Linked DNA regions of Mus musculus: regions 2, 3, 4, 5, 6 and 7 are each linked to region 1. The links are chromatin contacts, called in public HiCAR-type, HiChIP or PLAC-seq and promoter capture Hi-C maps. All regions are on one chromosome and are shown on one strand. Each heading gives the region's core, a stretch centred on a gene start, on an enhancer-like site or on the middle of the called end of the contact. The rest is flanking DNA. Distances are from core to core; before and after follow the strand shown. Region 1 holds the start of Dnajb9 (DnaJ heat shock protein family (Hsp40) member B9). Region 2 overlaps Immp2l (IMP2 inner mitochondrial membrane peptidase-like (S. cerevisiae)). Region 3 holds the start of Lrrn3 (leucine rich repeat protein 3, neuronal). Region 4 overlaps Immp2l (IMP2 inner mitochondrial membrane peptidase-like (S. cerevisiae)). Region 5 overlaps Immp2l (IMP2 inner mitochondrial membrane peptidase-like (S. cerevisiae)). Region 6 overlaps Immp2l (IMP2 inner mitochondrial membrane peptidase-like (S. cerevisiae)). Region 7 overlaps Immp2l (IMP2 inner mitochondrial membrane peptidase-like (S. cerevisiae)).

Region 1 (3,111 bases), core at 240-2,739:
CTCTCTTAGGATGCCCAGTGTGGCCTTGAGCTCCCGATTGTCTTGCTTCAGCATCCAGAGCATTGAGATTATAAATGTGCACCACCATACCCTGGGTACAGGATGAGCTGAACACTCAATGCATGCAAATCTACTAGAATCTTACCAATTGACCACAGGGAGAAAAATAAAGTTTGAAGTAACAGAAAAGTCAGGCTAGCACTAGAATTATTTTTCATTACAAGAGGAAAAGAAATGGGATGTTTTAAATACATTGATTTTTCACATAAGTACATACTCCCTGTTAAGTCCTCCTTTATCTGTTTACCTGTACAGAAGAAAAATCAGAGGTGCCAAAGGATTAAACAAAGGGTCTTTCAGTTACAATGTAAGGGAACCAGGGTTGGAACTCAGCAAACCTGGCTTTGGAATTTGACAAACTTGCCTTGGCTTCTGAATAAAACTAAGTACTTACCTATTGTTTTTGAAATATGTCATGCTGTTGTTGAGATAATATCTATTATGCTCTCTTCCATAACTGAAGACATAATGGGACAAGTTATAATTCTAGTCTGGCAGTTTTCAAGGTTGCTTACATTCTTTTTGCCTCCTTTTTCGCAGGAGAAACAGGGTTTTTGAGCTTTGAGTTGGCTCAGTGGTTTAAGAGGGTTGTCTGTTCTTCCTAGAGTTCTTGAGTTCAATTCCCAGCAACCACATGGTGGCTCACACCCTCTTTCTGGCAAAGAGGTGTACACGAAGGTAGAGCACTCAAAATAAATTAACATTAAAACAAAAACAAGAAACAGGGTTGCACTGAGTGACCAACCTCACAGGAACCTCACCTTCCCACTTTCAGATGTACTTTCAACATACCTACTGTTGAAATGAGGTCAAGCTGAGGGAGGGAAAGAGCTGGAAAAGCCCGAGCCCCGTGCAAACTTTGCTGTGTTAAAGCAACACAGCGTGGTCTTGCCTACAAAGCAGTGTGCAATACAGTGGGCTCCCGCCTTTTGGGGAATTGAGGATTAAGAGACTAACATGACAGAGGCAGGCTTGGGCTCTAATGGCCTCTCAATGACACATCGCCTAAGGGTGAGACCTGAGTTTTCTGGTCACCTGGCCACTTATGAATAAAAGCTCTTTATTACGACCGCGCGAGCGATGACCGCTCAACAGCGAAGCTTTCTGCAGGCTGAAAAGGCCCACGAGGGGCGCCGGAGAGCCCTGTCCTCTAGGGCGGGGACGCAGGGCCCGGCGCACCCTCTAAAGCGCCTGCGCGCGATGCGCCCCAGGGAAGGATGAGGAAATCGTCGACTCACTTCCGCTTCCGCACACCTTGGCACCGCCCCTCGGAGGGTGGCGACGGAAGTGACGCAAGGACCAAACGGCAACAACAGTTTTCCACGTGCGCGTAGGGCGCCAAAGTCAGGTGGGCCGGCGGGAGCCAATGGGGAAGCGTTTCGTGTAGGTCGGCTCTATAAGCGGTCGCGCCAGCCACGGGCTCCCGCCAGTAGGGAACGGGCCGAGCTGGGAGGAGGCTACTCGGCGTTCGGAGGCGAGGTCGGAGCCTGTGCGGCCGGGGTCAGGGAACCGGAGCCGGGCCGCCGCGCTGTGGAGAAGCTGCGTCGGGGCGCACAGGTAAGGACCGGGGAGGGTGGCGCCGAGTCGGGTCCCGCTTTGTGTTCCGCCTTGGCCTTGGTGTCCTACCACCTATCAGCCGCGTTGGGAAGCCAAGCGACGCGACTGTACCCCGAGATGGCTGCGTCACAGCTCGTGCTTGCGGTGGGGTTGGGGGGTCGTCTTCCCCGAGGCCAGGCCGGCAGGTCGCGGAGCTCGCCGGCAGGGCCGGAGCATGGAGCTGACGCTCTGAGTGGAGTGGGCCGGGACGCCGGACCGGCCAGCCCTCCAGCGGGTTCGGGGAGGGCGATCCCATTGTTTGGGCAGAGTGGGTTTGATGGGGAAGCTAAAGCTCGGGCACTAAAAACATCTCCAGGGGCAGCTTGAAGCGGCGGGATCTCGTTTGTCACCGAGCCGCCTTGCTGTCAGTTGTGGACCAGCCCTTTGACTAGCGAACAACCGCAGCCTCTGGCGACCATCATCGGACATGCTCCGCTTACATTAACTTTAAAAAAAAAAATCTACTTTTTTTTTTAAGTCAGGGTAGATCTGGCTGCCCTGGAGCTCACTATGGAGACCAGGCTGATTTTGAACTCAAAGTGATCCCCGCCTGCCCCTGCCTTCTGAGTGCTGCGATTAAAGGCGTGGGGCACAACGCCAGGCTTTCTGCTTGAGTTCTTTAGAGAGTTTGTACTTGGTACGCGTGACTATGACTAAGTCTCGGGAAAAAAGTAATCTACCTGCTAATTATGCTTAGGATAGGCCACAGGAGAGGTTGGCTGGCAGTTTCCACAAACCATAGTGCCTTTTTCATCAGCCCTGTTATGTCATCATAGGTCATTAAGGACTTCTGTGGTACAGCATTCAAAAAAGCAAAGAAATACACTTCATCTCGAATCATTATGTGTTACCAATAGTTCTTAGGTAAAACTTTGTTTTAAAGAGAAACATTTTACTTGCTGAGAAATCTGGGAAGCCCAGTAATAACCCAACTTATCCAAAGTATAAACTTTTCTTCCTCTGGTAGCTCAGCTTTCAAAGAAGTATAAGTTTTACTAATTGTGAGCCTTAAGCAGATGTTATTTACCGATATTTCTGAAGTATTTGGGAAGTTAAATTTATGCAAACAGACTATTTTAACCACTTTAAGATCAAATAGATTTTACAGATTTGAGAAAAATCTTTCCTTCCCCACCTTTGCCTTTCTTCCTGCGGTTCTAGCCAAACACAGAAAAGACAGATTTCTTTTTCAGTAATTGGTTTATATTCTGAAATTAAATGTGGTAATGAAGACAGCGCTGAGGAAGCTGGGGTAGATCAGGAGCCACCTCAGGAAAATGCAGTATTAAATAATAATATAAACAAGTAATAATACCTTTTGTATCACAGGCAGACAAGTTCACCATCAAGTAGTAGAAATCCTAAGCCTTCCTAAGAAACTATCAGTTTTATCTTTCCAGTAGATAAGAAAAGCCTTGCTAATAGACTCTAATATCAGAAGTACAAGAGCGTGAC
Region 2 (3,111 bases), core at 236-2,735, 2.9 Mb after region 1:
ATATCACGAGCCTTCGAAATGTGACACAGTAAAAATTAATGAGCACCCTGGACACAGGAATAGTGAGTACCAACAATGCTGCTCCTTGACACACTCTCAGAAAGCCTGTTTCCACATCTGGATTGCACTTTTTGTTCATATTTTGCTTTGCCGCCATACATAGATACGCCTGTAAACTCTGGCCCTAAAACTTAGCTGTGTGATTTGGAGGTGACCTTTAACAATTCAAAGTTTTAAGAACTCATACCAATAAAAAGGTGTACACGTTTACCTCAACTTAAAGAAACATGTCATGGTCAAAATGTCGGCCAAAAAATATTTTAAAACCTTTAAAAAATTAACACCAATGCTGGGTATTGCGGAGCGTGCCTCTGCTCTTAGAACTCAGAAGGCACAGGCAGGCAGACCTCTCTCTGAGCTTGAGGCTGGCCTGGTCTAAAAAGTGAGCTGCAGAACAGCCAGGGCTATGTCAACAGATGCTGTACTAATTAATTAATTAATTAATTAAACAAAACCATCTAATCTACTTGGCAAGAATACTGAATAACTGAATGCACTCCTTATAGCATCTGCAGTTAAGGGGCAAGGGTTGATCCTGACATACTCTGTGGTTTAACTTTTTTTTTTTCTGTTCCATAAGTGTCAAGTATGTACTTAATACCCATAAAGTATAAAGAATATACTTTCCTACCAGGGAGGGAAATGACAGATTTTCTATGTCTCCAAATGATTTATGAAACTGAATCACACGAAACAAAATGAAGTAAATACACTTTAATGGAAAAAATGCATTTTACAGTCACTGAAAAGAGGCATTTAAAGGTATTGCTAAGATAGCTGCAGCCTCTAGCAAAAACATGTTGTTAAATTTTAAAATGTCCAACACATTATTTGTGAAAATGGTGATTCACCTGACCCAGCCGTGGAAAATGCCCTTAACCAATCTATAAAATAGGTTTTCTTTCCAGATCATGAAGAATTATCACTGAGAGGGATGTATCATAGAGCTGAGTTTTCTTTAAATGGAGCCTAAAATGAAAAGAATAATTCAGAAAATAGAATATTGGTTTCCTGTACCATAAACTTTTGCTCAATGTGCTTTAGGGGAGCAGAGACAGAAACAGGGGAGCAGAGGGAGGAACAGGGCTGTGCGCGCTCTGCTGTCAGCCAGCGCAGCAATCAATCAGGCCCTTTTAGACGCGGGGGTTTCACACAGCTGAAGCACATCAGCCCAGAGAGAGAAGCCCATCTCTTCCGGGTTTATTTATGACAGAGGCCCGCCTAACTGAAGTCCAATTTGTTTGTGGAACTGCAGTCATTCTGAGTCAACTAAACAATAAATGAATCTGCCTTTCCTCACTCCAACTCCGGAGCACGAGAAAACAAAGGGGAACAATATTTCAAGCAGCCAGGGGTGCAGTTAGGGGAACAGGGGGAAGGCAGCTTTCCCAGGGGTGGAAACTCCCCCAGGATAACAAAGCACAATTCATTAACCTGAGCCAGCCCTGGATAACTGTCACCAGCTGTATTTCTCCCAGTGAGCCATTCAGGCCACACAAATGAGCCCGCTGAAAGCTTTTCTATAGCCCCTCGGCTCTGTAGCCTCCTGCTCACAGAGTTCTGGGATCCTGTATGACTTCTCTAAGTGGTCCTCCAACTCAACCAAAACCAACAGCAATTTCACATACTGTTGTCATTACACGGCAAAATTTGGGAGACCAAACCCAAGAGTATGACAGTCAGTACAGGAGAAAGATGATAAATAGTCCTCTACTAATTAATGAGCCCCACATCCTTGTTACTGCCTGGTGCTCTGTTACTGGTGTGTCTTGATTTGTTACATTTCCTAAGTAGTATCTAGCAAAAACAAAAAGTAGATCTGTCATCCATTTCTACACTTTCATGGGGGCCAAAATATATGCTTTATTCTTTTCACCCAAGAAAATAATAAGTGCCGTTTAAACATACAACTGAACTTTTAAAAGGTAAAACTGTGACCTGTATATTGCTCATTTGATCACCTTCCAGTAGTTATTGTTCTGCACATTAAATATGCGTTTATTATCTTTCAAATTATGAAATATTTATTGTGCTTAAATGTTCTGAATCACTAGCAATTACTTTTCGACAACTTCTGTGAAATGAAAGGCCATGGATATAGCTCCCCACTCTTTAAGGAATGCAAAGTTGTGTAAATGCACATTGCTGGGGTTATAGTCTTGCATGGGTTAAGTATCTCAACAATACCCATAAAGTCATTATGTGCTGGGCTGCACTTCTACATGACAGGAATGTTTCATACATCTGAAGAATGAAAGATTTGATCTCACGTTCCTATTTCTTACTGCTTTCACTAAGTATTTACAAAATACTTCTATGGACTTGAAGCCATCCGATGAAGGGAGATATAGTCTATTGTATTTTTTCTTATATCCATAATGGGATATTTTTCAAACATCCATGAATATGAACCGTCTCTTATTTCCCATATACGAGAACTCTGTCTGAAGGGCTACCTAGTATACTCTCTTAAGAAAACATCCTTCTATCGGTGAAAGTCACAGGACAGACATATTGAGTTAACCCAGGGAGAAGAAGAGGCATCTCAGAATCTCCCAAACCCTTACACGGGGGAGGAGTTTGAGGAATGTGTAAGCACAGACCAGTGGCATATTTGAGAGGAAGGTCCAGTGAAAACAAGGCTATGGGGGTGGGGGTGGGCATATACTCTTGCTTACCCAAGCCAATGACTATGTGTATGTTGAGGCTATTTATTAGAAATATCCCAATGGAAAAGAACTAAAGTGGGCAGTATAATTTCTACAAACATAAATGGTAACGGAAGAAAAACAACACCATGTCTGGCATCATGAATGTATTTCGCAATTTCAGAAGAGGAACTCTACCGGCCACAGGAAAGGGGGACAGAAACTAGGAGTAAACAGTAATGGAAGTCGGGAGGAAAGCAATAGAAGCCTCCAATGACTCTGCGACTCCCATCTTATATTAGACTCCAAGCCAACACAAAAACGAGGCTTTCAAGCATTTAAATATCAATTCTATTTTTGAGAACCTGTGAAAAGAAAAGCCTATTTATGATTAGTAAAGCTG
Region 3 (3,111 bases), core at 258-2,757, 2.7 Mb after region 1:
TGAGGAACACCTACCATACCAGCATTCAAATTGCCTAGGCAGAAGATAAAGGCCCTGACTCCGTCAACAAATTGATCAATACAACGAATAACTAAAGCATTGGTAGATTTTGTTTGTTTGCTTTTGTAAAGAAAACTGTAACATGAAAGCGTTTGGTGGTCAAAAGACAATGTTAGTGAGGCTAAGCTTCCAGGCATACGGTCATGGCGCAGAACACCGGTTTAAGTCACTTCAACGACACCTTAAGAAACAATTAGTGCTAATGCTTTTGCTTTTTGTTGTTATTCCCCCCTCCCCCAGTAAATCTAATAAATGCCATTTCCTTTTCCTCCACTAGAGGGCAGTCTATCAAAGCAAGGGGAGACTCAGATAAGGCAGCTTTGGACCTGTTGAAAATTGTTCCCATGTTCCACTCCTCTCAGGAGGTCTCTCTAGTATACTGTCTGGAAAGCATGCCCTTATATTCTTCTATTTGTCATGGTTGTTCTGGAGCTGAACACATGACCACGCTGGCATGATTTCTAGTCTAAATATTCCAAATGTTTTACATATAATTCCTATTGAAAACATTTTCCTAGTTAAGTAGCCATTCAGAGTTGATAGCCGTAAGTGCAAAAAGAGATAATTTAACTGTTCAGTCTATTGTAGAGGAAAGGATCCCTGAGTTATTACTAATAAATCATACATCTAAAACGCATACACAGGCGCACACACACACATACATGTACATCTGGATGCAGGCACAAGCAATGCCACATACAACACATGTCCGATGTGTGGCATCAGATTTGTTATACCATGTATAGATAAGTAGTTATAATTGGAAAAGTTTATTTTGTATATGCTTCTCCTTACATACCATTGTTGTGAGTATTGGAGAAGCAAATATTTGTTGTAATTTTAAGAAATGTCATTGTAAAACCTAAACAAATACGCAAACAAAAAATAAACCCACACACAAAGTACCAACAAGAAAAATGGAAAGAAGGAATGGAGGGAGGGAGGGAGGGAGGGAGAGAGAGAGAGAGAGAGAGAGGGAGAGAGAGAGGGAGAGAGAGAGAGAGTGAAAGAGAGAGAGAGGCTATTAGCTGCATGCACATAGGCTGATTTAAGTAGGATCTGTAGGGAAACAAACAAGGGGCAGGAGAGCTGCAGGCTGCAGGCTGAAATGTAAAGCCACTGCTGAACTTCACAGACAGGGAGGCAGAGTCACTATCAAGTATTTTTAATATTCAGGAAATCCTTGTTCATAAGTGTTTCCTGTCTTATCTCAGAGGAAATGAAAAACAGAAAAACAAAACAAACAAAAACCCCACCGTTTCTCCAAATGACTGATCACATTCCAAATGGGAGAACTTGTTGAAAAGCGCTGCACATTGCTCCAAAAGGAAAAGAAAAAACAGGAAAGAAAATGATTCCAAGGAAAAATATGCAAGCCTGTTTCATTTATTTGTACCCTAAGCAGCACTGTCATAGGACAGACAGGCTGCTTCAGCCAACCAGGCTGGAGCAGCTGCGAGTGCTACATCTTGGCAGTCTGAAGCGATTGGCTCCTCTCTGGGGAGTGGAGGGTGTTCAGTTATTAATGACCGCTGAGCAGGCAGCACCGTGTCAGTGTGACAACTGATCTGGTGAACGATGCACCACTAACCACCATGGAAACGAGGAGAAATAACGCCAGCTAGCAGGATCTCTCTTCACGGGATTGAGAGGCTCAGCCTGCTGCTGCCGGAGAGAGTTCCAGTCAAAAGAAGGAATCCTAGCTGCAGGCTCCTGCCTTCCTTTATATTTTAGAAAAAGAGAGAGAGAGAAAGAGAGACACCATTGCTTGCATGTGTGCATATCTATAGTATGTAATTGTGTGTACTTTATTACACATACATATGCACCTATTTATACTGGGGCAAGAAGACAGCCATGTGATTATTTCAGCCAAGGAACTGAGCAAGCAGGGGCACCGGAGGAGGGCTATCCCTGCATCTGCTAAGGCAAGGTAAGTTTAAAATATACCTATCTGTTTAAATGTTCCCTATTTCGTGTTTTTGTTGGTGCCGGAGTTTTTACACATCAGTTCTCCTTTGATGTTTTCCCCTTGTCTGAATTCTAAGGGCATTTTTCTTTGCATTTCACTTTTGAGTGAACATGCAAACCCCGCCGGCTCTGTGTGTGCCTAGCTGCGTTCGTGGGATTCTCAAGCAGGCATTTTACTAGCTTGAATGCCCATCAGAGGATGTGAGTGGGAGAGAAAAGCAGTGCCGGGGGAGGAGAGAGAGAGGAGGGAGAGAGAAGAGACGGGGACTGAGGCAGAGAAAAGAGAACAGAAGGACCAAGAGAGAAGCAGGGAGAGAGAGGGGAAGGAGACAGAGAGGCTGGCAGAGGAGGCAGCGGGAGAGAGGGGAGAAGGAGAGAGAAACAGAGGGAGATGGAAAAATCAGGGTCCTTTGCCCCCACAGCTCTTGTAACGAAAAGCAGATCACTCATATTTCTCTGTTCTGAAGCCAATGAGGCGTTGTCCCCCCACCCCCCAGCCCGCCCCAAGGGATGAAGATTTAAGGGGGATGCTGTAGTGTGTCAGGAGTGAAGGGCACCAGGCAGAGTAGCAGAATGAGCATATCACAAACCGGTATTGAATTTCTGCCAGGCTACATCTTCCCGATTGTGGTAAATGACTTCCCTTTAATAACATCCCATCCCCTCACTGCTCTGAGGGGACAGTGCAAGCGTCTGATTGCTAATGCAGCCCAGGAAGCTACCATGCTAGGGAAACCAGGAGATGAACCAGGAGAGCTCTAGTCACCTTTGGTAATTGAACAGCATCGCGGTAGTATGGCTTCAAAGTACATTTCCTATTTATGAAGACTGTTTGCTCTCACTGAGCCGGGTGGCTTAACTCGGCTTTAATTTATTCATTTTTAACAATATGTCCTTGTTTCTGTGCCTCTAATCTTAGTGAAAGCAGGCTATGATCACGAGTGAGAATCTTCCTAGTTTAGCGAAAAGGAGACCAGTGTGATAGATAGAAAAATAAGTACAAATTTAAAATACTTATCAGGAAAAGAGTGTGCCCTGGTACGACAAATATTACTTGTGCACTGAGTTCCTCATCCTTGG
Region 4 (3,111 bases), core at 338-2,837, 2.6 Mb after region 1:
ACAAATACATACAATTTTTTGTTAATTAAAAATTAAATAAGACTGTGGGCGAGGGAGGTACCTCAGCTGAGAAAAAGCATTTCTTCACTTGGTAGAGTATGTCCTGGGCTGGAAAGATAGAGGCAGATTTCTGGGGCTCATTGGTGGTCAGACTAGGCTAGATGAGCTTCAAGCAAATGAGAGACCCCAAAACTCAGTGTACGACACCTGAGGATTAATATCTGAGGTTGTTCTGTGGCTTACATACACATGCACATACATATAAAATAAAAATATAAAGTGAAACTAAAACTGAATAGAAAGTTACTGAAAGACTTCTACATGATTCTGAGGAGCTTAAGAGCCACAAAGGAGATCTCACATAATATGCTCAAAAGCTCTGATATCCATGTGTAGCAGAAAGGATCTCTCTGTATACACTGGTACAAGGAAAATAGAGCTTAACATTATAAACTTATTCACAAAATTGTCCCAGTAGCTCAAAGCCCACTTCTATGGAATTAAGAAAGATCTAAATTCAGGGGGATTGCAGGAGGGCAACAATTTCAGAAGTTGAAGTGGCTAAATATCGACATAAACACATAGATAACTTGAAAAGCTTGGCACTTACCCACAAGAAAGGACAAACCCATTAAAGTTTGAGAACAAAGGGTCTCTAGAAATCCCATTCCATGACTTAGGTATCCAGCGGAATAAAAGATAGCTGCAGTGAAGTTACAGGTTCCCACAGCATACCAGCTGATCGTCTAGACTGCAGGATAAGGAAACTGAGGTCTAGTTCAGACCTAACCACATAACTACAGCAAGGCATATAACCTTCTGACCGCAGTCACCTCAAATACAATGTCAACTGGCCTCAACTTTAAAGTTCTATTATTCAGTCAAATGAAGGTATGCTCCTGTTTTAGGAAATGGGTACTAAAATACATAAATGTAAGCATAAATGGAGTAAGATGATCAGAGGCTACCTATGTGTCGTGGGGAAGAAAAATCCTGAGATTTTCGGTTAGATACTATCTGTGCTGGGACGAACATGAAAAGATTTAGGAAGTCTTTCGGACACACAACCTTGTAAGTGGTTTTTTAGTCATGATGACATTAGGTGAGGACAAGCGCTATGAGGCCTGCTGATGTACTTAGGGGACAGATCCTCTCTGCTGCTGGTCCTCCAGAGGGACAGAGAGAGCCACTGCTGTGGAGTTATGTTCAGCATAATCAATGATAACAAGTCTTTAAATGGAAATGACCTAGAGAAGCAACAGCCTTTCCCGTTCAAAGCATCAGAGGAGTGTTTTGTGCCTGTCTCCTCTCCAGCATGAGTAAAGGCACTGCCTATCTCGGAGAACTCACCGGGACCAACATCCCATTTTCAGGGGTATTCTGTTGATGACAGGACTTTGGCTACACAACATATCAATTGAAGCCCTGCGAGACAGCATGCCATAGCATTTATGCTGCTCAGCATAATTTGTTTTTAAATCTTCAATTATTTGCAGCAATTGTGACTGGTGAACTACTGAGGAGCTCAGCTGTGTTCTTATTCTCCAGTGGGTTTTTGAAGGAAGCCTACTGTGATCCTTTTCCACAGCATGAACACAAAAGACATCTTTTCAGAGATGGTTAAGTCGGGGCTTGAAATTCTTCTAATTCCATTACTGTATTTAAGCATGCCAGTTACTGCCTCATAATTCTACCCAGAGAACAAAAGCTGGCATTTGTTGTTGAATGAGAGACAAAGGGTTTGAAATTGCGAGTAATTTAAATAAGTCACAATTTGGTGTTATTTCTTGCGTTCATTCCCAGCAGGCCTAATTTAAACACCTTTATGCTTTTCACGTTTTTTCTTATACGCTTTCCCTACTGAGAAGGTGAAATCTAATGCTTAATAATGTTCCTTCAGAATCCACACACAAGAGGCACAAAGGAAAATCATGAATTCAATTCAAAGACCGAATGCAGCTACAAGCTTCCCAGGATCTGACGGTGACACAACAAATTCTAATTCATTAGGCTTTTTGGCTCTTCCTCTTTCACTGAACTATGGGTACACTGTTGAGCTCAATTTCTGTTAAAATGGCATAGCTGTGCTTTAGTCAATTAAAAAAAGTCAAGATTTGGTTAAAAAGAATTAAAGCTAAGTATTAAAAAATGCTACAAATAAATATCAAACCTGTTTTATTAGCCTTGATTTGGTATAGAATGTTGTTAATCCTCCATTCCTTTTAACTGATTGTTATCGATTACATCAATTCTATTTGAAAGTATAACTTCACTATTTTCATCTACAAATTGCATTTCATTCAAGGGTTAAAATTCTTGCAGTAAATATCAACATAATGTGGCGAGATTTTAAATTTTTCCAACTGATTAGTAATCTCTGACAACCAAAAGCTAAAGTTAAATTGTAGAATAACTCAGTAGAAAATACAAAATAGCACTGTCAAGATTTACAACAAATATACTGGAAGTGTTTTAAAAATTAATATTAAGCTGCTATGCTTGGCTCGATTAGCTTTCTTCTTCACTTACAAAGCGTATCTGTCAGATTTTCATGAACTTGCACTCCAGTCCCTTTTCTAAAAATCTGTTTAATTAAGTTTAACAGCTGTGTACACTTCAGAAACAGAAAGATTTTTCTTCCATGGAACACTTAATCTTTTCTTAAAATATGATTCTTCTGAATATATTTTTTTAAAAGCAATGGACAAAGAAAAATCTCCTATCATAGAAACACCAGCAGCTTCAATCATCCATGAGTATGTATTTGGTAGGTAGAAAGACAGTTTATTGATTCCCAAGCCACCAGAAAATACAAGGCCCACATGGGGCAAGAGCAGGTCTTTGTTCTTCAAAAACAAATAATCCCTCAGACATAAAAAAATTGGTAGACAAAAACTACATAGACAGAAGGCTATAGAATACTATAAAATATAACAGTAATGTTTGCCAGAGCTTCCTGGATACTAACATATGGCTGTCAATGCAAGCATTGAGACAAATATGGTAATGACACCCAGCATGATCAGCATCTATAAAGTCAGTGTTATCCCTCTGTCACTACATATGCAAACTTATAGTGACTGAACAATGATATGACTCTATGGTAAGTAA
Region 5 (3,111 bases), core at 305-2,804, 2.5 Mb after region 1:
GTTCCCTTGGAAGCACCAGAAACACATAATAACCATAATCTCTGACTCTTTGGATTGGATACCTATCCCTCTCAAACAAAAGCAGTTCTATTTCACCCTTATCAAAAACCAGTCCACTTAGATAATAAATGCTTATAATTATATTCTCTCCATGATTGCAAAATACCACGTTGATTAGATGAAACAGGCTTGCCATGGAAACCTCTATATTCACTAAAATCCTGTGTTGCCAATTACTGCCTCACTCCACTGTGCTATTCATTTAGAGATATGCTTTGCAGTCATGTGTCTATACCAACAGCCTTTCTCTGCTACAAATGATTTCCCTGGCTTTAATGCATGAAAAGCTAACAAGTTTTTGGACCTGACACTTCTCAAATTAATACATGACTCCATTTTGATGTGTTCTATCCACATAATGTTATCAATCTCTGAGTCATTGTCAAACCTGTGATTACCATGGAGATCAATAGATTAAGACACCCAGATTAGGAAAGTTTAATGTAGTCCTTATAATTAAAATAAGATTTATTCATACTTATATGAAACAGGATGAATATACCCCCCATTTTATACGATACTAAGCTTTTCCTGTGTAGTTGTTTCTAATAAGTATTTGTGCGAGCATGTAAAGAGTCTCAGGGTGCCTTTGTTGACACTGAATGAGAAGGATAAACACAAATCAGGAAGGAGAGGGGATTAGGATGTTTCAAGTGGAAGGAAAGCATAGTCAAAGTCAAACAAATAAGAAATTATCTTATTTAATACAATTCAGACTGATAATTGTCAGAATTTCTTTTTAAGTTGGCAAAGGATTACACAAAAATACATTCACACAATACATCATAATATATTATAATATGTGCAATGCATAATTCATTTCCAAATTTTAAAAAGACATTTTCTTTGGTTATAAAACCTCTGAGCTGAATTCTTGACAAGTCTCTATTTTACAAAGCACACCTGTATATCCTGGTTACAAACCCTACTTTTAATTTCCTTACATTGGAACATATTTAAAGATATTTGAATCGAAATCTGCAGACAGAATCCCTGCAGATTTTTATGCATTTTCCTCGGGACTTTTCAGTTGTCTTGTCCCATTTGACAGCCATTTAAGAAAGCAAACTCATTCTAGTTCAGGCGTTCTAAATATTTGATTTGTTTTTCCCCTTAATTGAATTTCATCAAGGTGTGTAATGTGTAATTAAATAAGATGGTATGATAAAAGTGCAGCCAGTATAAACATGTTTGGAAATAATCACAACTGAGTTTTTGAAGCATGAATTTTAACTGTTAAGAACCAAAGTATTACGAGGGAGTGACCTCTTAGCTGCAAGCATTCTAGGTCATAAACCTCAGGCAAATGTTTTACTGTAGTAACAAAAGTAAGTTACATGAAAGTTGTTCATGTGAAAGACCCAGTTTAAATCATTTGTTTAAATGTGTGGCAGAAAATAAAACAAAACCAAAAAAAAAACACTGTGTTTATATTCGACCTTTGTGAAAACTAAGCTAAGTCTAAAAGAAGAAGTGATACTGCATGTTGAACTAGATCATACAATTAGGGGGGTTAATGGAAAGGCATTGAGAGTGGAGCTTCACAAAATGGAAGCTGGGTCCACCCATCTGCCTGCAAATGTATTGATGTCATTTTGTTGTTGTTTCATCCTTTTTATTATGTATTTATTCACATCACATTCCAGTATCAGCACCCCTCTCCTCCTCCTCCCTCATGCAGATCCTCCCCCATCCCTCCCTCCTCATTCCCTCACACACTACAACCCCCCCTCCCGGCACATCAAGTCACTGCAGGACTAGGCACATGCACCCCCACTGAAGCCAGACAAGATGGCCCAGATAAAGGAATGGGATCCACAGGCAGGCAAGCCATCTAATGTTTGGCTGGGGATCTCTGCATCTCTTTTCATTGCCTGTTGGGTAGAACCTCTCAGAGAACAATTATGCTAGGCTCCTGTCTGCAAGCATAACATTCATTAAGAATCAGATATTGGTTCTTGCCCATGGGATAGGTCTCAGTTTGGGGCAGCATTGGTTGGGCATTCCCTCTGTCTCTTCTCTATCTTTGTCCCTGCACATTGAATAGGCAGCACACATTTTGGGTTGAAGGATTTTTTTCCTAACATCTGGGAAAAATCCATATTTTCTTTATTTATTCTTCAGTTGGGGGACATCTAGTTTGTTTCCAGTTTCTGGATACTATAAATACATTTGCATGCATATCTATAAGGAGGAAGTGGACTCTTAGCAGCAATGAACATGGTTGAGCAAGTGTCCTTCTGGTAGGATGAAGCATCCTTTAGGTATATGGCTAACAGTAGTATAGTTAAGTCCTGAGGAAAACTCTTTCCCATTTTCTAAGAAATGGCTATATTGATTTCTACAGTGGCTGTACAAGATTGTACTCCAATGAGCAATGGAGGGCTGTGCACTTGCTACACATCCTGAAAATTATGACCTATCACTTATATCATTGACCTTGGAATCTCAAAGTAGTTTTGATTTGCATTTCCCTGATGGCAAAGAATGTTGAACATTTCTTTAAATGTTTCTCAGCCATTTGAGATTCCTATAATGAGAAGTCTCTGTGTAGCGTTCTACCCCATTTTAAAAAAAAAGAAATATTTATGTTATGTATGATTTCAATTATAGTTCTCTTCAGACACACCAGAAGAGGACATCAGATCCCATTACAGATGGTTGTAAGCCACCATGTAGTTGCTGGGAATTGAACTCAGGACCTCTAGAAGAGCACTCAGTGCTCTTCACCACTGAGCCATCTCTCCAGACTACCCTACCCCATTTTTAAATTGGATTGTTTGGCTTGTTGATTTCTAGTTTCTTTAGTTCTTTATAAATTTTGAACATTAGCCCTCTGTTAGATGTGGAGTTGTTGAAAATCTTTTTCCAATCTTTAGGCTGCCATTTTGTCCTACTGATAGTGTCATTTGCTTTATAAAGCTTTTCAGTTTTATGTGGCCGCATTTATTAATTATTGATCTTAATGCCTGTTCTATTGGCACTCTTTTCTGTTCAGAAAGTTGTCTCCTATGCTAATGTGTTCAAGGCTATTCCTTACTTTCTATTCTA
Region 6 (3,111 bases), core at 266-2,765, 2.4 Mb after region 1:
TTTCAATGTGAAAATAAAGCAGCAAAGAAAAAAGTGTTTATTTCTTTCATATTTTATAATGAACTAAGGCACTGGTTCTGAAATCTTTGCATATAAAACAAGTACCTTGTAAAAAGAACCTGAGAAAAACATGGGTAGGACCAAAGAAAGTACAATTCATCCAGTGAGGTACAGAAGCTGGGCATATAAGAACCATCATTTGAGATATAGTGGTTAAAATTCACTGTGGGTGCACCCAACAATCTCCTACCAAGCTTAGCTCTAAGTGGATGTCTGGCGCGTGGCTCTGGGCAGAGTGGTGGCTCTGGGCAGAGTGGAAGTGTGGTGATTTGTAGTGTCTATGTATTTTGGGAATATTGATTCTTCTACCATGGACAATCTCAAGCCACAGTAGGAGACCACTGATTATGAACTTGGGAGAAGACACTCCACACTGGACCATTACAATCTACCCTGTATAATAGTGCTATCTAGTAAAATAGTTAGGGAGGTGTCTTTAATGTTTATCACTTACCTTATACTTTATTTGTAAATTTATGAAACTTAACATGCAATAATAGATCTATTTAACAACCACTCAAAACAATCTCTGAAAATTTGTCAATCTTCACCCACAAGCCAGAACCTCCCAGTCCTCACTTATGCTAGCCACAACACTCATTTCATATTGCCTAATCTGCATCATTTTGATATAAAACTAACAAAGGAACAACTCCTACTGGATATTCTTATCACTGTCATGTGCTGCAGCAATATTATAGAAATTTCTCTTATATTCTAAGATTCTCTAACTTTTGCTGAACTTCATAGCCAGAGTTAGCAGCACACCTTCAGGTCGCTTACGACTGCTGTCCTTCTGTGTACACGGCCATTTTGTTAGGTCGACTTTTAAGAGAACAATGTAATAATCAACCTGATGAGCCTTGGATTTCAACTCTTAAAACCTAAGCTAATGCATAGCTGCAATCTTCAGTTACATACCCTCTACTGCATTTGACCCAGATAAATGCTTGTGTATTATGTGCTGAAAGCAGCAGATATGGAGGTTCAAAGCAATCTTTTAAAATGAATATCCAGCATAAATGTTAAACACATGTTTGGATGCTGGTTGATTAAACAGTGATGTTTGTTGTACTCTTTGTTATCTGGCTCAGTTGGAGTCAATTCAAGTCCGTGACTTAACCCCTTACAAAACTCTTAAATATTTGTAGTCTCCATTCCATCCCATTGGTTGTTTTCCATGCTGTTTAATAAAGACAAAACAAAGCCCTTAATCAGGGATAGACACACAGAGAGATAGATACAAGCAGACATACAGACAGAGGGAGAGATCCACAAGAGAACCCTCAGGCCAGCACAAATTCATACTCATATAAAAGACAGATGGAGAATGGAAGACACAGGAAGCCTGAAGTAGAGAATTCAAATATGCTTTTGCTCTTCCAAGCAGAAGAGCTTTTATTTATTTCCTTAGTTCAACTCTGATGTATTATTGGCGAATCAGAGTTAATCATTGATGTGCTTAATCCACACACTGTATTTCACGTAAATGAAACCAAAAGTTACTTTTGAACGCAATGATTCTAAACTTCCTCTCTACATCAAAGATAAAAATAACCACCACAAAATACAGTAGGGTAGAGAGAAAGAAACTCTGGGTCAATGTAGATTGTTCTTAGAAGGAACAGTATAGGTTTAGTCACTGCGAAGACCATGGTTCGGAAGGAAGCATGGGTGTGTATGAGGGGGTGTAGTTTTGACTCGTGAGCATTTATGGTAGTCAGTCAAAGTTAGTACTAGTTCTTAAACCCTAAGTAGCACCTGACACAAAACAGTCTACAACATACCCACATCATTAATTCCAGAAATAGCCAGATATTTTTCTAATACTTTCCACTTCCCCCAAAGGACAAAGAAAAAACCGTTTAGGAGATAGATTATCACCTTTCAGGTCCTCGAATTACAACTGGAAAAAGAACAAGGAGATCTCACCCTTTCTTCCAAGGACCTTACACCAAAGCTTCACAAACAAGGTTGATGGAAATTGGTAGTTGGGAAATTATGAGTACAGTTCAATTTCTTTAACTGAATTAGAAGACAACTCCAGATTATTTTTCTATATTCTAGATGGAGAGGACATTTTGTCCTTAAAAAAAAAAATTGAACAATCAGATTTACACTGGTGTTAAAAGCGAGTGAGAGAGAATTCCCCATTGGCGATAGGTAAACTACTTAGAAAGAACAGCTTCCCAATGTCTCCATACCTATGTTAATGCTCTAGAGTAAATTCCATATTAAAAGGCAAGAGTATATTCAGAGACAAATTTTTAGACCCTTATTTTTTGGTTCCATCCATCAATTTCAGAAGTCATCATGCATACAACCCTTTCTGGCCCATTACTGTATCTCTCCCCATTGTCTTCTCTGATCTCCCAGATGCCAGATCTGGCTTATCATCAATAAGGCATCAATTCCTGGGACATAGCTGGGTTAGGAAAACAACCAATCAACTAACCAACCAGATAAACAAACAAACAAACAAACAAACAAAAACCAAAACACCAGACAGACAAAAAACAACTAATATTATTGCCTTACAAAATAACCTGTATTAAGTGAGAATGGTTACCTCACCTCCTCTATTGGAGACTAGCCCTTCAGGAATCCTGTTTCCTCACAGGCCCTCACTGCCTCTCAGAGTCCCTTGCTTCCTTCATCTGCATTATGTGTCTTGGAGCATAGGGTGCAGGTGACTGGGTTCTCTTCTGGTGTGGGCTGAATAGCTAGTATAGAGGGTTTTATTAGGAACGGCTGGGATTAGTGCAGAATCCTTGGAGAAATGCGGAACATGATAGAAGTCAAAATTTTAAATTAGGGTAGCCCTTGTTAACACTGGAAAACTTACTCATAGTTACTAGGCATTTTATAAAAACTCACAGAACACTGAGTATGTATGCTATATTTCATCCTTGACATTAATATAACCGAGACAAAAAGCATACTTTCAATGGTCATTTATTTCTCTGGTCTTAAAAACCTTGTCCATTTATTAAATTGGCTCTTATATTTCCTTTAATAATGTAGAATATATATATATATATATATATATAT
Region 7 (3,111 bases), core at 330-2,829, 2.3 Mb after region 1:
CAGCTACTAAGGAGAAATGAAATATTGAGAAAGCACCAAGCCACAGTAAAAGCGAGAGAAGGAGTGTTTGTTTTCCTTTCTGCTTTGTCTGTCTTTATTTGTTCTGCAGTGAGCTTGAAAACTTCCTGTATGTCTTCAATACCTGGAACAGTTCAGAAGCTACTATTGTCCCAGCTGTGACTAATGCCCACTTCATGCAAGTGTAGAACAGCAGATATGCTAATCATAATAGGCCATCACCAGGACCATGCAGTCCTGCTAGGAACACAGGGCTCAACAAGCTATGAAGGCCACACTTAAAATTCAAACTGTATTGTAATATACATTAATATGGCCACTGGATGGGGAGGAACCAAACAAATACCACAGAAAGTTATTTGCAGGAAAACTGGCAAACTAAGACCATTTGTTGCCACATGCAGGGCAGGAGAGCCTGAGAGCTAGTATGGCCTGTGTCCAATCAAATTTTAAGTATTTGACATCTGCAACCATCTAACACTGTAAAAGTCTACATAGGAAAGTAAAGCAGCTTCTATGAGAGTTGAGGATGAGTGCTCTACCAGAGAAACAGTAAGCTGCATAATAGAAATGAGGACTCCTTGAGAAGATGGTTATAAAGAAAAGATTAAAAAAAAAAAAACCATCTCATATAAGCACCCAACAATCAGTAGACTGAAGCTTTTAGAGAACACTGGGGTACAATTAGGCACATTTCCACCAAGACTGACTATAACGAAACAAGAATGAAAACCTAAAAGCATTCTTAGTGATGTGCATTCCTTAATGTAGTCTACCAGAAGGGTCTATAAAGCCAAAGGACTAACTCAGATATGTATCAATTAAGTACCTCTGAGGAGATTATAAAATATTACAGCAGTCATCATACATATCAGGTGGTTATTAAAAGTTGGGAACTTACTGTGTACAAATGTCTAACCTAATTTACATATATTTTTTAATTTAATCCTTAGGGCTATCTGACGAGGTAAATATGATTATGGATCCAATTTCACAGATGAGAAACCTGAGGCATGAAGAGCTTAAACAAACACCCAGCTGTTAATTGGAATCCCAAATTCTTAACTGCTGGGCCATACCGAGAAAAGCCACAACTTCCTCATTTCTCTCCTTCCCACACCCTGTTGTTATGACAATTGTCAGGCATGTGCAACATATATCCATAGTTCGGTTAGAGCCAAAGCTAAGCATGGCCAACAGAACTGCCTGGGACCCTGCTGTCACCTAATGCCAGGTACCTTCTGTGTTCCTATCTGGGCATAGGTCCTACAAGCAGAGAAGGCTCTGAATTCTTGCCTAGTAGTTGTAGTTCTTTACCTCCCAAAAAGTGAGGGATCCCCATAAATCACTTAACAGCTTTTTAAGACATTTAAAATGTTTAATTGCTGCTCATTATATTTACCCCTTAATGTATCTCTAAATTCTATTACTCTTAAATGTTATTAAAAATAACTTTTTAGAGTTTTTATACATAGATTTTTTTTTTGGTAAACATGCTTTCCTAGATCATTAATGTACTTCAAAATGTTCGAAAATATGCAAAGTAGCTAAGATGTGGTTCAATTCAAAAATTGTTATTTTTCTAAAACCACACATCTTCAAAAACTCCACACCCTGGTCACTCACTCTAGGTAAGAAATCAAGAAGTTGGCCTTCAAAGCAGGCTCACCACTGGCTAAAGAGTAGCACATTTTGTGTGTGATGCAGGCCTTCATCAAAGAGTTTATTATGCTTCCTCAGCATCAGCTTCTTCTAGACCTGCCTTGACGCAAGAAGCCTATCTTCATTGCCAAAATCACTGGTACCTCAAAATTCTGTTTACTGTTCATTCTTTTTAAGTCTTTCTTGACCTCCCCATATGCACACACCAAATCTTATTAATTTTTCTTTAAGTAGCTTTGTCTGAGAGGACACACACAGGTCATATGCAGGCCATAGAAATGAACTAGGAAAGTCTTCCAAAAGTCCCTAAGGAAATCTTATCTGCTGAATTGAGTTAACGTCCACTTGTATTTTGGACATATGCCCAGTAGCTAGCAGACAACACAGTCTTTTATATTTGCTACAATTCCCTCCCCACAAACAGAAAACATAAAATAAAAGGAGCTCCTTGGAGAACAAGGGTAACCATAACAATACATTGCACTCAACCCCATGTTCGATTCTGAAAACATTTTTTTCTCATTTTCTATTATTAATCAAGGGTTTTTAAGTTTAATTTTAACCATCCTCCTTTCCTGTAACACTGTATGTAATAAAACCATCCTTTGAGCTGGGGAATAGCTCCATGGTAACAGATTCTCAAACATCAGCACAGGATGGAGCTTTCAGTGTGTGATCACAGCTCAAGGAAGGAGGAGGAGGAAAATGCTGAAACCCACGGAGGCTTTCTTTCCTTCCTTGGGACAACATCGTGAGAGAAAGAAATCAGCAACCTCATGAGAGCTTACTGCGAACAGGGAAGGAGAACTGAGTGGAGTGGAGTGACAGAGCAAGCCTAAGATGTTAATGGGATTGTTATGGAAGTTCAGGATAGAAAGCAAATCCTTCATTTTAGTTCCCTAAAGAGATAAAAAAGCCGGGTGTGGTGACGCACTCCTTTAATCCCAGCACTCAGGAGGCAGAGGCAGGCGGATTTCTGAGTTCGAGGCCAGCCTGGTCTACAGAGTGAGTTCCAGGACAGCCAGGGCTGCACAGAGAAACCCTGTCTCGAAAAAAAAAAAAAAAAAAAAAAAAGATAAAAAAGCAGTCCTCATTCCCTAGAGCTGAAAAGAGGTCTGTTTTCTGGTGTCATGCTTTCCAATTTATATGGAAATAGAGCCATGTATATGCTTATACGTAAACACAGTCCTGTGGTAGGTATGGTAGTAGAGTACATGTACACATGATTCAATGGGCTAAATTTTAGGGATAGTACATTATAGACAAAATGAAGTAAGTATTCCCATCTTTAATAACAGGCTGAAACAGATAGATGCTGGGCACCAAAGTTCCCTCTGAAGACCATGTGACATCGGTCCTCTTACTACTTTCCTGGCCATCATTGTTAATACAGACAAAATCTCCTAAAATTTCATATTTTTCTTGTCAAAT

What was found. Promoter capture Hi-C pulls out the DNA fragments that hold promoters and counts their contacts. HiCAR-type assays count read pairs that join an accessible place to other places. HiChIP or PLAC-seq counts read pairs in DNA pulled down with a chosen protein or histone mark.
Region 2: a contact with region 1 is called in an H3K4me3 HiChIP or PLAC-seq map of embryonic forebrain, with 13 times the contacts expected there. The contact joins the enhancer-like site here to the promoter of Dnajb9 in region 1. A contact is called at or near these places in 3 of 39 promoter capture datasets (cranial neural crest, frontonasal cranial neural crest and hippocampal neurons) and 3 of 115 datasets of contacts at active chromatin or transcription factors (astrocytes, embryonic forebrain and stem cell-derived neural progenitor cells).
Region 3: a contact with region 1 is called in an H3K4me3 HiChIP or PLAC-seq map of forebrain, with 13 times the contacts expected there. The contact joins the promoter of Lrrn3 here to the promoter of Dnajb9 in region 1. A contact is called at or near these places in 5 of 39 promoter capture datasets (cranial neural crest, embryonic stem cells, hippocampal neurons and 2 more), 1 of 484 Hi-C or Micro-C datasets (olfactory sensory neurons) and 3 of 115 datasets of contacts at active chromatin or transcription factors (embryonic hindbrain, forebrain and large pre-B cells).
Region 4: a contact with region 1 is called in a HiCAR-type map of astrocytes, with 6 times the contacts expected there. The contact joins the enhancer-like site here to the promoter of Dnajb9 in region 1. A contact is called at or near these places in 5 of 39 promoter capture datasets (the C10 cell line, liver, maxillary cranial neural crest and 2 more) and 3 of 115 datasets of contacts at active chromatin or transcription factors (astrocytes, large pre-B cells and pro-B cells).
Region 5: a promoter capture Hi-C map of pre-B cells shows a contact between it and region 1. The contact joins the enhancer-like site here to the promoter of Dnajb9 in region 1. A contact is called at or near these places in 3 of 39 promoter capture datasets (the C10 cell line, cranial neural crest and pre-B cells) and 4 of 115 datasets of contacts at active chromatin or transcription factors (embryonic forebrain, large pre-B cells, pro-B cells and 1 more).
Region 6: a contact with region 1 is called in a promoter capture Hi-C map of pre-B cells. The contact joins the enhancer-like site here to the promoter of Dnajb9 in region 1. A contact is called at or near these places in 2 of 39 promoter capture datasets (hippocampal neurons and pre-B cells) and 2 of 115 datasets of contacts at active chromatin or transcription factors (large pre-B cells and pro-B cells).
Region 7: a promoter capture Hi-C map of pre-B cells shows a contact between it and region 1, with 12 times the contacts expected there. The contact joins the enhancer-like site here to the promoter of Dnajb9 in region 1. A contact is called at or near these places in 3 of 39 promoter capture datasets (cranial neural crest, hippocampal neurons and pre-B cells), 1 of 484 Hi-C or Micro-C datasets (myeloid progenitors) and 4 of 115 datasets of contacts at active chromatin or transcription factors (astrocytes, large pre-B cells, pro-B cells and 1 more).

Annotation. Positions count from the first base shown.
Region 1 is chr12:44,208,446-44,211,556 of GRCm38.p6, reverse strand. It overlaps Dnajb9 (DnaJ heat shock protein family (Hsp40) member B9), which reads left to right and starts at 1,489. Exons shown (of 3, transcript NM_013760.4): 1 at 1,489-1,617. It overlaps Mir5627 (microRNA 5627), which reads right to left and starts at 1,244; the gene lies at 1,184-1,244.
Region 2 is chr12:41,313,380-41,316,490 of GRCm38.p6, reverse strand. The region is part of intron 4 of Immp2l (IMP2 inner mitochondrial membrane peptidase-like (S. cerevisiae)); the gene reads right to left. Among named protein-coding and RNA genes, the nearest start is that of Gm25497, 34 kb to the left of the region's middle. Within about 2 kb of position 1,485, at least 38 of the 459 cell types and tissues checked have an H3K27ac peak or open chromatin away from gene starts, as enhancers often do. A contact at or near this core is called in embryonic forebrain, where this site is marked.
Region 3 is chr12:41,484,453-41,487,563 of GRCm38.p6, reverse strand. Lrrn3 (leucine rich repeat protein 3, neuronal) reads left to right here and starts at 1,507. Exons shown (of 2, transcript NM_010733.3): 1 at 1,507-1,993. All of the region lies in intron 4 of Immp2l (IMP2 inner mitochondrial membrane peptidase-like (S. cerevisiae)), which reads right to left.
Region 4 is chr12:41,648,832-41,651,942 of GRCm38.p6, reverse strand. The region is part of intron 5 of Immp2l (IMP2 inner mitochondrial membrane peptidase-like (S. cerevisiae)); the gene reads right to left. Among named protein-coding and RNA genes, the nearest start is that of Gm40412, 43 kb to the right of the region's middle. Within about 2 kb of position 1,587, at least 3 of the 459 cell types and tissues checked have an H3K27ac peak or open chromatin away from gene starts, as enhancers often do. A contact at or near this core is called in astrocytes, where this site is marked.
Region 5 is chr12:41,680,999-41,684,109 of GRCm38.p6, reverse strand. The region is part of intron 5 of Immp2l (IMP2 inner mitochondrial membrane peptidase-like (S. cerevisiae)); the gene reads right to left. Among named protein-coding and RNA genes, the nearest start is that of Gm40412, 75 kb to the right of the region's middle. Within about 2 kb of position 1,554, at least 4 of the 459 cell types and tissues checked have an H3K27ac peak or open chromatin away from gene starts, as enhancers often do.
Region 6 is chr12:41,850,720-41,853,830 of GRCm38.p6, reverse strand. All of the region lies in intron 6 of Immp2l (IMP2 inner mitochondrial membrane peptidase-like (S. cerevisiae)), which reads right to left. Among named protein-coding and RNA genes, the nearest start is that of Gm46348, 140 kb to the left of the region's middle. Within about 2 kb of position 1,515, at least 34 of the 459 cell types and tissues checked have an H3K27ac peak or open chromatin away from gene starts, as enhancers often do. A contact at or near this core is called in pre-B cells and pro-B cells, where this site is marked.
Region 7 is chr12:41,876,704-41,879,814 of GRCm38.p6, reverse strand. The region is part of intron 6 of Immp2l (IMP2 inner mitochondrial membrane peptidase-like (S. cerevisiae)); the gene reads right to left. Among named protein-coding and RNA genes, the nearest start is that of Gm46348, 110 kb to the left of the region's middle. Within about 2 kb of position 1,579, at least 59 of the 459 cell types and tissues checked have an H3K27ac peak or open chromatin away from gene starts, as enhancers often do. A contact at or near this core is called in pre-B cells and pro-B cells, where this site is marked.